Linked DNA regions of Triticum aestivum: region 2 is linked to region 1. The links are chromatin contacts, called in public Hi-C maps. All regions are on one chromosome and are shown on one strand. The core of a region is the stretch at or near the end of the contact, and the rest is flanking DNA. Distances in the headings are between cores, read along the strand shown. Region 1 holds the start of LOC123167370. Region 2 holds the start of LOC123165011.

The links. A called contact is a pair of places that touch in the nucleus more often than the background predicts.
Region 2: a contact with region 1 is called in a Hi-C map of leaf, with 4 times the contacts expected there. The contact joins the promoter of LOC123165011 here to the promoter of LOC123167370 in region 1. A contact is called at or near these places in 3 of 5 Hi-C or Micro-C datasets (all in leaf).

What each region holds. Positions count from the first base shown.
Region 1 is chr7D:556,644,238-556,649,661 of IWGSC CS RefSeq v2.1, reverse strand. It overlaps LOC123167370, which reads left to right and starts at 3,245. Exons shown (of 9, transcript XM_044585214.1): 1 at 3,245-3,938; 2 at 4,093-5,167. The coding sequence starts at 4,115.
Region 2 is chr7D:556,780,013-556,785,436 of IWGSC CS RefSeq v2.1, reverse strand. It overlaps LOC123165011, which reads right to left and starts at 2,729. Exons shown (of 4, transcript XM_044582639.1): 1 at 2,516-2,729; 2 at 2,343-2,398; 3 at 1,294-1,335; 4 at 888-1,194. The coding sequence starts at 2,711. The coding sequence ends at 1,114.

The sequences.
Region 1 (5,424 bases), core at 1,996-4,495:
CAACCACATCAGTGATGCGCCATCACCTGTACCAACACTTTTACACTCTCCTTCGTCCTTTCGTCACTCGAGAGAACCTGTACCCTGTCCAACAACGCACCGCCCTTGACATGCAGAGCCACAGCATGCTGGGATGCTCACAATATTGGTCCAAGCGTGACGAAACACGCGCGGAGAGTGCCAACGCTACAATTAGGTGCATTTTACAACTGGTATATACATGTAACAATAAGTAAATTACCAAAGAACGATAGTCAAACTACCAGATCATAAATGTATTTGTCCAAATCCGGTGATACCCATCAGTTCAAGAAAGATACATGGGTGTTTAATGCGCTCTGAGGGCAAATGATTAAATATAAAACTCAATTAGAAGCAGTCGCAATGGTACATTGTTCCTGGAGTGAGGCATACCGTGCCCCTAAAATATTGATGTTAAGAAGGCAATTAAAATTATTCTCCGAGCAAATGTTATTTTGCATATTCTTTCCGAATAGTACATCAAGGCAATGTTATTGTGCATGTCAAGGCAAGGTACATCTAGGAGCAGTGTTATTGTGCAAGTGAAAGCAGAGCATTACAACTTAGAAAATGCATGCCAGAGAATCTTCCTTTTCGAAAGTACCCAACTTTCCTTTTCAAGTGTGTAGAATTTTCCATCAAATATTTTGAAATTTCCCACAATATTCATGGTCAGAGAACTGGATTGTTTTATATCTCTCATAAGCAGACTACTTTAATTTAAAGAAGCAACTATTGTAGACCTATATAATTAATTTTAATGAAGTGTAAAAAAATACACTGCAAGAAACATGACTTAGGGGTTTAGGTGTCATCTAAATAAAATTAATAAATTATTAGCATTGAGGGTATTCCAGTTCGGAAGAGCACAACAAATAAATCTATTGGCTGCGATAATAGTCAGTGTCTTTACTCATTTTCCATTCAAAGTCGTCTCTTTAAGCAGTCAAATATATGATGATGTTCTGCTAAAGAAGTGTATGGAAAGCAAGAGTTAGATAGCTGAATACGGTATATCAATTGAAGAGCATAAAAGGGAAAGATCAATTCTAGCAATCCATGATACATAACACAAGTATTAGCACCTTTGAGTAACCAAAGTTGCAAATTTTCACTGGGATGTTCGACTCTCATCATGTTTAAGATCATGGTGACAGATTTCCTGCATTTCTAGCATCAGTTAATGAGGGGGGAAATCTGCATTGGTTTCCTTTGATAATTTTCCAAAGCAAAGTGTACCATGAAATGGCAGTAGCAGACCTCCGAAAGTAGTTGCTGAAAGAAGTACCTTGCTTGTTGACAAGAGAAAGCATACAAGTTATATGGTTACATCATTAGAGAATAAATAGAAGCATCTCCGATTAAATTTATTCTTCTTTACGAAAAATGTTAGTGTTGTACATCAGGCTGCAAAGCAATTCTCAACATTCAATTCAACTGGAATCACCAATAACATCGAAACAGAGGTATTTGAACTGACAATGAGCTCGAATATATAAATTTGGAAGTCGTACATGTTACGAAAATTAATTTTGTTACATATACTTCTTTTTATCTGATTCCTCTTATTGGAAGGTAACATTCTACAAATTTAGCATGTGCAGGTGCAGGTGCAGTTAGTGGAAAACATAAAAATCAATCTAGTTCAGCTTCAAAATATTGATGTGAACTATATGATTCAGAAATTAGAACACATGACATGTTCTCTAATCAGTTTATGCCTTTAAATCATTTGTCAAGCAACAACCATACCAATTGTCATGCGGAGAAAAATCTGATTCATAATGCTTATCATTCTGTAATGTTGGCAGTCCAGGAACACAACATGAAACATTACAGGTGCATTACTCATGCAGAAATCAAGGCTATCCCTCGCCGTGTTGTAAGCTTCACCTAAAGTTTACATTGGTGCACGTCGGCCTTATACAACGCAGCAGCTCTCACAGACAAACGCAGCAGCTATCATTAGTACACAAGTACACACGAACGAAATGATATTAACAACTTCATTCACACCCAATCTGCAGTTCCTCAGGTTGACTTATCAAATCAAATTAATAAGTAGGCACACCCACCAACAAACTACTAAAGATCCAACCTTTGATGTAGAAGTCGTGGTAACTCATCTTCTAGTTGTTCTAGGGAGTTGGATGAACACCATGAGCCGCAGAAACTTGGCGAGAACCCACCCATCTCTTTTCCGACCTTCGCCGGCGCCGCAACCGCGTGCCTGATGCTCCTTCCGCTGCGTTCCTCTATTCCGTTGACACTGCCAGAACCACAAGAATTTGAATCAGAAATTGACAGAAATTTTCTCCAAAATAGAGCGCCAACAAACCATTAAAAATCCTATGAATTCCATTCCTACAAATCAATCGACCCGCAGAGCGCTAAGCCACCTTAATTAGTAGCATCTTCGTGGGTGAAGACGATGAGGAGCGGCGGGTGGCGGCCGTGTTGTCTGTTCGGCGGCCACATACCTGGGGTAGCAAAGGAGGAGCAGCGGGGCGGCGGCCTGCTCTCGCATCCGTTGGAGGAGGAGCGGCGGGGGTAGCGGCCTGCTCTTAAGTTCGTTAGAAAGGGACCGGCGGGGGCGTTGGCCTGCGCTCGCGTCCGTGGGAAGAGGATCAGCGGCCTACATGGGGAAGCAGAGGAGCAGCGGCAGGGGCGGCGTCCTGCAATTGCCTCCGTCGGAGGAGCGGCGAGGACGGCAGCCTGCTCTCGCGTACGGTAGAAGTGGATCGGCCGGGGCGGCGACCTGCTCTCAGATGCGCCGGATGAGGGTTGGTTGTCTTCGCGTTTTCCGCGGCCCTCGCGTCCCTCATCAGGAAGCCAGGACGTGTTTGTTTCCTTTTATGATTCCACCTTTTTTCCTACTTGTGCGGGTGTGGGAGGACATCGATTCGGCAAAGTAATCGTCCGCCAGGGAAAATTGATAAACGCACTCTTGGCTGATGGTTAGTGTAATCTGAACGGTTAGACGAAATTAAATGACTTTGAACGTGAGGCTGTAATTGGTCGGGGTTGTTGTGTGTAGATTAGGCTGAGTGCGTTTAGCGATGAATATGTTTGCTTGTTTAATAGTAGTATAGATTTTCAAAAAATGAGAAGTGGCCGTTTCTCTGGGCTGTGGGCCAGGTCAGGTTGGGCCCGGGCTCGTTTTGAGGTGGGGCTTTGTAAGGTCCGGTCCTGTGAATGCCGGGTTACACTGGACTACGTCGAGGTTGGAGTGGCCCACCTGTCAGCTCACTTCATCGTCTCGTCTCCAACCCTTCCCCTCTCCTCTCCTTCCCACCCCCCGACCAACAATGGCCGCCGACGAAGCCGCTCCATCCCCGCACCCGAATCCCACCCCGGAAGCCGTCGCGCCACCACGGACGACCCGGCCACGGCTGTACTGCTTGCCACCTCCTCGTACCCCCCGTCGCGGTGTCGGCGGAGGCCTCCTGCTCCTGCCCTCGGGCCAGCCCTGCCTGCTGCCTTCCCCTAGCCGCCGCCCACAACCAAGAAGTCGGCGTGCGCGCGAGGCAAAAGCCCACCTTGATGAGGTGGCATCCGGGAAAGATTCAGTTCAGATCCAGTTGGATGGTTCCCTGCTCTTCTGCTCTGTTAATCTTTAGTTTTACTCAAAAGAAAAGCAAAAGAGGCTGCTTGTGCTTTGCGGCCGTGCTTTGCTCGCTCCACCGACGGGAATGGCATATGCTTTGCTTCTCTGCGCCGGTTGCGGTGGGAATGAGATGCTTTACCCAGCTCTAGCTGCCAGCGGCGGCAAGTATCTCCCAACCCCTCCAGCCTCCAGATCTCCCCCGGCGTTTCAGCAGCAGTCATATGCCCTCCAAACACCGTCGCCTCTGCCGCGGTCGCCATCTGCTGTCATTTCTCGCCGCCGACCACCGTGCATCCCATCCATCCCAAAGGTTTGTGGCCCAGTTCAAGTTTAATTTGTCTCACCTAGCTAGTTAAGCTTCATGTTTACTTTCTCTTCAGAGGCAATGTTCATGTTTTATTTCATTGTCTCCGGCTCCTACTTAAATTAAATTTCACCTTAATTGTGTTCAATTCTTATCACAGCAAAAATCCAGCAAGTTAAACAATGGTGATGGTGCTGGATGCGTTTGCATCCTACCTGGGGGACTACCTCAAGCAGGTGGTAGAAGATGAGCTCGGAACGAGGCTGGGCGTGTCGGGCGAGATCAACAAGATGGGCGGCAAGCTCCAGGACCTCAAGAACTTCCTCGCCGACGCTGATAGGAGGAACATCACGGACGAGACTGTGCAAGCCTGGGTGGGCCAGCTCAAGCGTGCCATGTATGAAGCTGCTGACATCCTCGACCTCTGCCAGCTCAAGGCCATGGAGCGTGGACCATCCACCGCAATTCCAGGGTTTTTCAATCCCCTGCTTTTCTGCATGCGGAATCCCTTCCATGCTCATGAAATCGGCACCCGCATCAAAGCGCTCAACAAGAGCCTTGACTCCATCAAGGAGCGGAGTGCTGCTTTCAACTTTATCAACCTCGGATCCTACGAGGATCATAGCAGCAACATCCACGCCTCTGGTCGTGGCAATCCTAGCCACGAGACATCAGGGGACCTTGACCGGTCCTGGTCAGGTCTGGTTGGGGACCAGATCAAAGAAGACACAAGAGCACTGGTGTCCCAGATCATGCGCCCAAGAAATGAGGTCAACACCAACATCACAGTGTTCGCCATCGTAGGTGTTGGTGGGATTGGCAAGACCACCCTTGCCCAGCAGGTCTTCCATGACGAGGTCATCCAATCTGAGTTCAGCAAAAGGATATGGTTGAGCATCAACCAAAACTTCAGTGAGATTGAGCTGTTGACAAGAGCCATCAGTGCAGCCGGAGGAAACCACCTGCCGGCTGGAAATGCAAAGGCTACACTTCACCAAACTCTCAAGGACACCTTGATTGGCCACAAGACTTTACTGGTAATGGATGATGTGTGGAACCCTGGAGCATGGGAGGGTGTGCTCAAAATACCCTTTCTTAATGCTGCTGCTCCAGGCAGCCAGGTCCTCATCACCACTAGAGATGAAGGTGTTGCCCTAGGGATGGCAGCCACATGGCCTTACCATCACGTTGGCACATTAGGGCTTGACGATGCTTGGTCGCTGCTAAAAAAGCAGGTTCGTATGCAATTAACACTAATGTCTTCTAATAGTGTGAAGAGTCTATCCATTCAATGGCCTGTATGTACTATTGGTCTTTTACCTCTTGGATTGTAAGATGCTGTCAATAATTTTGTAGGGCTAATATTAACAAGGAAATATATCACAACCCCATTTGGATTTTCCATTATTACTTTATGCCTACATGACACACATTCAGGACACTAAGATTTCATTTTGCCAAACTTAGTAATTATTAGAAAATTTGGATATTT
Region 2 (5,424 bases), core at 1,480-3,979, 140 kb before region 1:
GAAAACATATCAAAGTCAGAGAATCTGTTGTTTAGACTCGGAAAAGCCATCAGCAAAACTCAAGTCAGAATGCAGATGCTACAGAATTCAGGATGTACACCGTTTCAGGAAAGTTATCATCACTCAACTAACAAAGTGGACACAATCAACAAGCACCATGCTCGTTCAGAAACTATACCAAGGGTCCAAAGCGAAAGGCACCACTAGCCAAGAAGTTTATCAGGGATCAACCAACAAGGTGGGAGCTGTGATTTGGTTCAGAAAATGAAAATAGATCTACTCAAACAACGGCCATGGTGATATGGGATGCATGAATGCTTAGGGGATTTGATCGTCATATTATTAGCTAGGGAACCATCTGTATCATAGATTCATAGATAAGCAGAAGAGACTGAAACACCATAGGTTTCAGGAAAAGCTGAAACACCATGAAAAGCCCCTAATGCACAAGGAAGTACTCCAGCAAGGGTTATATTACATGCTATGGTGATCAACCGGAGACAGATCCCAAGGAAGCTGCAACTAGTCAAAGTTATCGATTCTACACAGCGAACATATAAAGTAAAGAGACTTTGATGAATAAACTTAAGAGAAGCCATAATCATATATGCGCTCCCAAATTAGAGCACAACTCATAAAACAGATACAGCCCTGTTTGAGAGACACCTTAATAATATAGAAGTCAAGGAATGTATAAGCAATCAACTAACAAAGTGGACACAGCAGGTGCTCGTTCAGAAACACATGGAAATGATGCACAATCAGAAAAAAAAAAACAAATACCGGCAACCAACTAACAAAGTGGAAGCAGCTAATGAAAATTAAGCAGAACCAGAGCAGGCAATCAACAGAACGAAATTGGAAGACTTGCTGCACACACTAGGGACTTTCATCACAAAACAAGTCATGTCATTATTAGCTACGAACCATCTGTATCACAGATAAGCAGAAGAGGCTGCTGACATGCCATAGGTTTCAGCGACGTACTGCGACGATGCACAATGCTCAACACAACTGAAGGTAGTCTGTTACAACCACAGAGAGTGAAGCGCGACACAGATAGGTAGATAGATAGATTATCATTTTCTGGGTATTACGAATGGGTGGGCAGACTCATTTCTTCCCACTCTTCTTGAGACCGGATCCTCCCAGCGCACCCTTCTGGCCTGCCTTGGCCTTCAGCTCCTTCAGGGCCTGGTCGACAAGAAGATAATATGGTTCAGGTCAGTAACAAGGGTCATCATAGGACAAGCAGTGTAGAAGGAAATACTGGATAGCTGCTAGTGGTCTCACCTTTTGCTCATCTTTCTTCTTCTGGAGGTATGCCAGGTCATTCTGCAACACAGAGGAAACCAAAACAGATCAGTACAGGTAAGTGTAACTGGTCACTGAAGTAGCTCATGTCAGGCTTCGATCTGTCATGGACTGGTTTTTCAAGCAAAGCAGGGTCCTATTACAAGGATGGTAAAAATAAATAAATCAGATCACCTTCCTCTTTCTCACAACATCACAACACATGGGCATAATTGCCACTGTCAAGCTTATGTATTATAAGAGGATGTTAGTGTGGCTGGAGGCCAATTAGGATGACCGAGATTGAGAGTTACAAATATTTAAACAAACAAAAAATACAGGCTTAAGCAACTAAAATAAATACACCACTCCCTTCAGAACAAGATGAACAAATACAATACAGTTGAGTTTTAAGGTGGACTAACTGCACAGTGCGCACTTGTCAGCGCCTAGCAAACAGATTACAGGAATGGCATAAAGAAAGGAACATGCCAATGCACTCCAGGTTTTGCAGCAAGTTCTACTTCAAATATTCACCTTAGATAATCCATGACCGATTAATGTGTTAGATGATACAAACAAGAACAGAAGGCAACTTTGCTTATATAGAAATGTTAGCAAATGCAAAGTCCCAAGTCTAACCAAGCAACAGACACCGACGCATAACACTGCTCACTCGCTTGCACACACTACCGCCCGAAAATTTAGATCATCACAAATTTAGCATTAAGGTGACACTCTCATCCAGCATAATAGCATAATTCGTAGCAATTCGACAAATTCCCCTTCCCGTTAAGTAAAGCGAATCGCTTGCATTCACCCAAGACCAAACATTCACGAGCCCTTAATTTTGACAAGATTCCAGTGCAGCGCAACAGGCGCATAAGCATAGCAACCGGCCAGATTCATATCCCCCCATCGAATCATCCGCAATTACCAACCAAGCACGGACCGATCTACACCAGATCAACCTAAACATCTCCAAACCTAGAATTACAGGGGCAGATCGACGAATCGGGAGCGCCAGCAAAGGGAGAACGACAACATACCTCGTCGTAGTCCTTCTCGGCGACCTTGGCCTGCTTGAGCGGCTTGGCCTTCCCTCCTGCAAAACAGCCCCGAAACCGGAAGAGACGTCAGAACCCCGGGGGACCAAATCGGTCGGCGACAAACGACGGCGGGATCGATCTCGCGTTGATCGGTGGGGAGCGAGCAGACATACCTTGCTTCGACATGGCGGACGGGGCCGGCGGTGAGGCGGGAGGGCGGGGGCGAGAAACCCTAGCTGGAGCCGCGACGACGGGGGAAGGACGGAAGGTGGGGAAAGGCGTGAGGAAATGGGCGTGGAGGGTAAGAGAAAAGGGATATATAGAGGGGTTGGTGGGAAATGGAATCTCGCCTTGTGGTCGGGAGAGCATGGGCCGGGCCTCCGTTGGCTCACGGGCACAGGGGGTTGCAATGCATCGCTTATAGAAATTTCACAAAAATTTGCCTAAAAAAATGTATCACTTATAGAACCCTTAAAAAATGGAAACGATAACGCCCAAATGTCCTGTTTTTTAAACTGTCGGACCGAATGACGTCTGGACAGTTGATTGCAGACACGAATCTTAAAGCAAAGGAAATCAGCCATGTCAACGTTCTCTTAGTTCGGGAAAACACCGTGTCGTGCCAAACGTCTTCCTCCTCGCCAAAGCCGCACCTTATCATCTCCTTCCACACTGCCCCTTCACTCTCTCCCATTCCACTCTGCATAGTCTCTAGACCCGCCGCCGTGCAACACAACCGCGACCACTCCCGGCGACGCGCTCTCGCACCACCCCTACGAGGCGGCCCACTCCACCCCGACAACGCAGCCTGGTCCATTCCTACGTTGACAGCAAAATCGACGGCGGCGCCGAGGCCGGTGAGGCTCAAGAAGCGATGTGCGGGGGCGCGACGGTTGCTAGTCCTCGTTGCGGCGCGCGGCCAATCGGCCAGAGGGGCTCGTGCTCGGCGGGCTCGGGGTGGCCGATGCAAGGGGCTCGCAGAGGCGCATGGTGGCCATGGTGAGCCTGCTGCTAGCTGTGGCTGGCGGCAGCCAGATGCTCCTATGGTGGTGAACGCCCGCTCGCCCCCTGGTCGACCTCCTGCGCCTACGCACCCCCATATCTTTCGGTCGACGCCTTCTGTTGGGGGAGAAGATGGCCGAAGTGGCCGCCACGGCGTGCACGTGTCGCCTGCTCCTACACAACCACTGAGACGTCTCCAACGTATCTATAATATTTGATTGTTTCTTGCTATTATATTATCAATCTTGTATGCTTTAGAGCATCTTCAACAGCCGTGCAACGCACGGCGCTAAAAACCGTTTACAGTGTCGGAATCGCCAGTTTTTGCGCACCGCGGAGCGCTGGCTCCAGCGGTCGCTGCAAACAATTGCGCGCGCGCGCCGCTCCAGCAGACGCGCTAAACTACAGCGCGCGCGAGCAGCCGGCGCTTGCAATATGTTCATTTTGGAGACCATATGGTGATATTTCAAACATCAAAATAAGACATAGCATAGTTTAAAATCACTCAAACAAGTTCAAAATCATGCCACATCACATCATCATCCAACCAAGTTCAAAACCATCCAACCAAGTTCATGACATAAAAGTTTACACAAACACATGGCACAACAATCATGCCTCATCCTCATCTTCGTCCTCCTCTTCCTCCGATTCTTCATCCTCATCCGAAGACGATTCTTCGTCCTCCTCTTCATTGTGTCGCGCCACATCATCATTGGGAGCTCGGAAGGTGTTGGCAAGATCTCCAACGGCATCATGCGAAGGTATGTGGGGCACACCGGAAGACATGCGTCTGCCCATGTCACCCGGAGGTGCTCCCATGCCTCCCATGAGAGACGCAAAACTCATGTCTCCCATGGTAGCTCCGAAGTCACCCATGCCTCCCATGCCGCCCATGGTAGCTCCAAAGCCACCCATGCCTCCCATGCAACCCATGCCCCCCATGCCTCCCATAGTAGCTCCCATGCCTCCCATGGCCATGGCTCTTTTTTTGGGCCAAGACTTCTTCACGGGCAAGATTGACGTACTCCTTTTGCTTCTCATCGAGGGTAAATGTGTCCATGGAGAACAAGTGCTTCTCCCATTCCAACAATCTAGTTCGCTCCTCCATGGCCAATTTCTTCTCCTCCAATGCCATCTTCCTCTCCTCGGCCGCCACCCTCCTCTCCTCAGCCTCCGCATCTTGGTTTCTTGCCATCTTCCTCACCTCGTTCGCTTCCCTTCTTGCGTTCACAATAGCTTCCATAGCATTTTTAGCTCATCATCTCCTTTCCTCGTCTTCTTTTCTTTTCTGTCTTTCTTGCATCCATTTGGTCTTTTTGGCTTGGAGTACGCAACCGAGTTTGGTGTAGGGCTTCTCTTGCCGCCATCACTTGATGCCTCCTCCTCATCATCATCCAAATCAATAGTTCGCTTGCGTTTGTTGCTCTCCTCATCATCGATACCATCACGGGGCTTCCATTTCTCATCATCCTTCAACGCATCATAGCAATGAGGCAAGGTAAATGGTCTCCCTTTCTTGGTCTTCTTCTCCTCTCCTTGAAATAAGTTTGTGCACTTGAAACACCAAGAAGAAGCATGGACATGGAAGAATCATGAAAGAAATGACACTTACACTATCTATATCATTAGTTCCACTTGGGTTTAACGTGTCAACCGCCTTAAGTGCGGCCGCCCACCTTTGACAATCTCTGTTGATTGTCGACCACCGGGAGCGAAGAGATCTTTCCGAGCGGTCAATTCCAATTTTGTTGTGTAAATCAAAGTGCTCCTTCATCCGGATCCAATATGCATCTCTACTTTGATCTGCTCCAACGGTGGCATCCCTAGACACTTGCAACCATGTATTGCATAGCAAGATGTCTTCGTCCATGGTGTAGTTGCCCGCTCTTCCTTTCGGTGCATCGACGATACCCTCACCATCCTCGTCTACCTCAAACTCATGATCATCGAAATGCACATCATTGGTTTGAGACTAATGAGAGTTGTTGGAGCCAACACCCGTAGTTGACATATATGTCTCATCATTGAAACTACAAAGTATATACAACAAAGCAAATAAGCTATCCATGTATGCATT